2 separate regions of the Mus musculus genome follow, and region 1 is linked to region 2. The links are chromatin contacts, called in public HiChIP or PLAC-seq maps. All regions are on one chromosome and are shown on one strand. The core of a region is the stretch at or near the end of the contact, and the rest is flanking DNA. Distances in the headings are between cores, read along the strand shown.

Region 1 (2,796 bases), core at 213-2,712, 140 kb before region 2:
TATTATAAATATAAAGGCTTTGTGTCTTTTATTTAGGTACTAAATGATCAAAAGTGGGGTAAGAAACCCCCCAAATAATATTAACTGCAACAGGGTCTGATGGGCAGTTATCTAGTCATCCAGTGTTTATTAAATATTTAACATATACCAAGCTCTGCACCATCAGACTGTCCTGCGAAGGGGTCAGAAGAGACAGGCACATAAGCATCATGTGATCAGTACTTTAAGGAAATATGAACAAAGGAGCTGGTAAAATGAGGCTGGAGAGATGGCTCAGTGGTTAAGAGCACTGATTGTTCTTCCAGAGGTAACCCTCTGCAATAGGGCCTGATGCCCTCTTCTGGTGTGTCTGAAGACAGCTACAGTGTACTCATGTACAAAAAGTAAATAAATAAATAAATCTTAAAAAGAAAAAAAAAAAAAAAGAGCCGGTAAAGCCCGGGAGAGAAGAGGAGCAGGTTCCGTGGGCTCCGAGGACTGCTTCGGAGAGGAAAAATTCTGAGCTGGGCTGTGAAAGGTGAATTTCAAACAATTAATAAAGTCTGAGAACTGAAGAGATTGCAGAAGACCCAAGTTCAGGTCCCAGCACCCACGTCAGGCGGCTCACAGCCACCTGTAACTCCAGAGCCAGAGGAATCTGGCGCCCTCTTCTGGCCTCTGCAAGTACTGCATGCACATGCACACACAAACACACACAGATAATTAAAAAATTAATTAAAAAATGTAAAAACTTAAATCCATTAAGTCGGGAAAAAAACCAAACCAAACCAAACCAAAAAAAGATCTACCTTGCCCACATAGATCTACAAAATCCAGCATCATTATCTAGGTTTTTGTCTTCAATCTATTGGTTACAGCCTGCTGCACTGGGGCCCAGATCAGCTTTCTGGGCAAAACAGATGGACCTTGGAGCAACCAAGTATATGCCATAGCTGCAGATTTGGTGTCCCCTCAGAGGAGGAAAAAAAATGGCAAACATTGAGTGCGTTTTGGGAAAATGTTTCTTTGACGTGGATCCCTCACCAATAAATTAAGAATATCAAGTCATCCAGGTGGTGAGGGCATGGGCCTTTAATCTCAGTACTCAGGAGGTAGAGGTGGGCAGATCTCTGAGTTCGAGGCCAGCCTTGTCTACAGAGCAAATTCTAGGACAGCCAGGGATTTGAACTCATGGCCATACAAAAAAAAATAAATAAACACATTTAAAAATTTTTATTTTACTTTTTTAAATAGAGTAAATCTTTATTTTTAGATTTATTTATGCAGTGAAACCCTGTCTCAAAAAAAAAATCAAATTAGATATCCAAGATTGGAGCATACTATTTTGTATTGGAGGTGGGAGGGTGGCGTACATTTAATGCTGATTAACCAGGGAGGAGACACAAGGCTAGGCCAAAGCATTAGAGTCTTTAGGTGACCTCTAACTCTTGCCCGTCCTGGTGTCCTTTACCTGTCAGGGGCACAAAAGTCCTTGCATCCACAGATCAGCCGGGAAACCAGGAATGTTAACCATGCAGGGTGTTTTCTCAAAGGAGGAAACACTTGGTTTCTACCCGGAAGGCTGGGAGTGGCTATTGTTAATGAATGACCTGGTGACCTTTTGTGATCTGCACACCTCACCCAGGCACATCTCTCCCAAATCTCCCAGAGTATCTATCCCAGACTCTCCCTCCCTAGGCCTCCATCTTTAGCCCCCAGTCAGTAGAATCCATCCTTAGGGGAGATGTCACATGTATTTTATAGGCTGTTGACCTCTATGTTATTGGTCAGAGACCACACTACTATTCTATTTTTTTTTCTGTTTTTTCGAGACATCTTTTCTTTTAAAGATTTATTTATTTATTATATGACAATACACTGTAGGTGTCTTCAGACACTTTTTCTTCTTGTTCCGGCCCTGCTCACTCACTGTAGCTGTGTTTAGACATCCCAGAAGAGGACATCAGATCTTATTACAGATGGTTGTGAGCCATCACATGGTTGCTGGGATTTGAACTCATGACCATACAAAAAAACCCGATAAACACATTTAAAAATTTTTATTTTACTTTTTTTATAGAGTAAATCTTTATTTTTAGATTTATTTATTTATTTACTATATGTAATACACTGTAGCTGTCTTCAGACACACCAGAAGAGGGCTTCAGATCTCATTAGAGATGGCTGTGAGCCACCATGTGGTTGCTGGGATTTGAACTCAGGACCTTTAGGAGAGCAGTTGGTGCTCTTAACCGCTGAGCCATCTCTCCAGCCCCTTATTTTACTTTTTTAAAGATGTATTTATTTATTTATTATATGTAAGTACTCTGTAGCTGTCTTCAGACACACCAGAAGAGGGCTTCAGATCTCATTACAGATGGTTGTGAGCCACCATGTGGTTGCTCCATCTCTCCAGCCTGGTCTACAGCGTGAGTTCCAGGACAGCCAGGACTATACAGAGAAACCCTGTCTCGAAAAACCAAAAAAAAAATTAAATAAATAAATTAATTAATTAATTAATTAAATTAATTTATTTTTTACACTCCATATTTCAGTCTCCCATAAATGTTTTTAAAAGGAGAGTTTTGATATCAATTCAAATTATAATAAATGCAAATAAATAGCCAAGTCCATCTACTGGGAGCAGCCAAGTCAACCAGATGATATTCACACCAAATAGCCAATACTACTCAAAATCACCAAAAATGTGAATATACACATATATACATACACACACATACACAAATTTTATATATATATATATATATATATATATATATATATATATATATATTTAAAGATTTATTTATTTTATGC
Region 2 (2,738 bases), core at 5-2,504:
GGTCTGGTTCTGACGGGATCTGAATGTGAAGAGTGGAGTGATGACAAAGTCATGTGTCACTGAAAACATAAATCCGTGCGTGTAAGCCTGGGCGTGCTGCAAAGGAGCACACGCCAGACGTTTGTAAATGACACCTGTTAGAAAGATTTGAGTATAATTCTCATGTTTACTTTATCCAGTTCTGTTTCACCTAAGAACAGCACACTGCTTTCTTATGAAAGCTCTAGCTATTTCTGTATTAGGAAGAAAACGTGGCCATTGTAAGCAGTACAGTGCAACCCTTCAGCTCTTCCCTCTGGCTGTGAGTTGATATTTGTATAATCCTGCTGATCCCTTTAAACTGTAAGTAGCCATCGTCTGTCCGGGGGTTGCAAGATGCTGGTATACTGAGCATAACATTTACTGAAGACATGGGGCTGCTGCCCTGCCTCCTGTATCAGTTCTAAAGTTCAAGGTAGGGCATTTTTCAGGGATCTGAAGCCACTGGTACGTGGACTACTCACTCCTTTCTCCTCCCCAAGAAGATTTTCATTAAAAACTCGTTTGCATCTTTGAAGAATAAGCATAGCAGTTGTTTTGAAAGAACGTGCATATACGTGAAAGTGGCTTTTAAGGGAAGATTACAGTGTTAGAGATGGTGGCGTTGATCCAGTGTGTGCTGCCCACTGCCATGAGGTAATCATCGAAGCTGGTAACTAGGTTCCCAGCTATTCTTAGAAAGACTTCCTGCCTCCCTTCACTTCCTCACCCTGCCTTCCCTCTCCCTTGCATCTCCTCTGAAGCCTACACGAGCCTTGAACTCTGTAACTCAGCTTGACATCAAACTAAACAAACTCAATGTGTCTCAGCCTCCAGTGTCAAGGTCACAGGTAAGAGGCATCACCCAGGCCATTCTGATTTTCTAATGTCTTTTTATCATTCTTCTGGTTCTTAACACTAGTGAGCAAGTGAAAAGCTGTCTCTTGTTTTGTTTTGCTGTTTTTGTATTTAAAGAAAAAGAGGTTCATTCAAGGAAGTGACCTTGACACTGAGATATTAAGGTTGCCGTGGATATTGGGGTGGTCTGTGAGTCAGGCCACCAGTGAGTTGGGAGAAGCTGGCATTTAGTCAGTGAAAGGGTGGTGGCTCTCTGTATGGATAGATCTTTATGCTTTTCCTTTGGCGGGCTCTGATACTCAAGCAAGCATGAAGTAAGTTAGAAGTGGCAGCTGCAGGCTGGAAAGTCAGAGGTAGGTGAGAGACAACGCCCAGAAGCAGCGGGGAGGGTGGACATGGAGGAGGAGCCCCAGCATTAGGAAGTAGTGCCTCAGAGAGGGTTTGCCACACTGAGAGCAAAGGTTAAAGGTCATTGACTTCCGCTATCTCACCTTTAGAGCCGCCTAGAGCTTGTAGTGTGATTTGCATGGCTTCAGGTGGAACCATGAGAGGGTTTGTGGAGTGGTCAGCAGCATACACTCAGTGCAGGGGTGGGTGGCCTGCAGTGCTCTTGCTTGTAGGAATGGGAAGTGGGCCACAGTGCTTTGGATCAACTGTCCCTGATGGGCAAATCACAGCATGCAAGTATAGAGAGCTAAAGATCAAATTGATGTTAAGTCTGTTTGGACTAGGGCATGTTGCAGCCTTGGGACTCGTGGGCTTTGGGCTCTTATACGTCTCACGGGGCTTTCGGGGCCTGGAATCCAGCAGGCAGGGGTGAAGGGCCACTCCAGCTGCATTATTACTGCATTGGTTTGAGATTGAAATGTGCAGAATGGGTTTGAGTGTGCGAAAGCTGGGCAGGAACGAGTTGGGCAGGGTTTGTGGGAATTTACCCTGCAGTACAGGAGGTAGAAAGACTCAGATCTACAAGACAAACTTGTTATTCTCAGTATAGAATCCAGGGAGACCTTGTGGGCCAAGTCAGGGGAGCCACCTAACACTGGGTAAGTTGTGGTGGAAATGGGGCAGGCTGAGGCACAGGAGTGGTGGCTCCCACCTAGAGTCGCAGCACTGGTGACTGAAGCATGGGGATTGCTATGAGATACAGACCAGCCTGAGTCATGGAGTGAGACCCTGTGAGAAAGGAAGGAAAACACTGAAAGGGCTTAAGAAGCAGCCGGATGGGAAGGGTATGCAGCACGCAGGTGGAGAGCGGGGTGGGGAGGCTTGCACAACACGCTGCACTTCATTGTTGAGTGGATAATCAATATGCTGTGTGGTCTGAGAATCCACAGAGAAACTAGACGCTCCCGAGGACCAGCTGGATCTTAGCAGCGCTTTCTATATGCACTTAATCATGTCCACAGAGAAAGTGCAGGTCGGGTTTGATGGAGCCGTACATGCTCCGCTTCCTTCCTACTGAGTGTTTTGGAAATGTAGCCATGCCCCGTGTTCACGGAGAGCTGTTCCCTCACGACCATAGCAGAGCCATAGCATGGCTTAAACTTGACCCATTGTTTTCAGAAGCATCTAGGATATCTCCAGACTTCTGTTTCCTTGTGCGACCACATTCACCTGGCTGCACTCTTGAGCGCTAGACGGCATTTTGTTAGAACCCCCATGCAGACTGCCCTTCAGCGCATGCCTGCCATTCCACTATTGCCCTAGCGCCAGTGTTGACGAGTGACCCTTTCCACTCATGCCAAGTAAGGCATGTTCTCACACTGGCAAAGTGATGGCCAAAATCGTGCTTGCCCTGTTTTAGTTTTCGTCTCCCAGTTAGTTAAGTATTGCTAAGTATCTGAATTTTTAGTCTGTGT

What was found. HiChIP or PLAC-seq counts read pairs in DNA pulled down with a chosen protein or histone mark.
Region 1: a contact with region 2 is called in an H3K27ac HiChIP or PLAC-seq map of embryonic stem cells, with 2.3 times the contacts expected there. The contact joins two enhancer-like sites. A contact is called at or near these places in 5 of 39 promoter capture datasets (the HPC-7 cell line, embryonic stem cells, frontonasal cranial neural crest and 2 more), 3 of 484 Hi-C or Micro-C datasets (B cells, bone marrow-derived dendritic cells and pre-pro-B cells), 4 of 115 datasets of contacts at active chromatin or transcription factors (cardiomyocytes and embryonic stem cells) and 3 of 9 other capture datasets (adipose tissue, liver and pancreatic islet).

The regions. Positions count from the first base shown.
Region 1 is chr5:146,891,822-146,894,617 of GRCm38.p6, reverse strand. No RefSeq gene overlaps it. Among named protein-coding and RNA genes, the nearest start is that of Gm10858, 3.9 kb to the left of the region's middle. Within about 2 kb of position 1,462, at least 9 of the 459 cell types and tissues checked have an H3K27ac peak or open chromatin away from gene starts, as enhancers often do. A contact at or near this core is called in embryonic stem cells, where this site is marked.
Region 2 is chr5:146,756,082-146,758,819 of GRCm38.p6, reverse strand. All of the region lies in intron 3 of Usp12 (ubiquitin specific peptidase 12), which reads left to right. Among named protein-coding and RNA genes, the nearest start is that of Usp12, 38 kb to the left of the region's middle. Within about 2 kb of position 1,254, at least 50 of the 459 cell types and tissues checked have an H3K27ac peak or open chromatin away from gene starts, as enhancers often do. A contact at or near this core is called in embryonic stem cells, where this site is marked.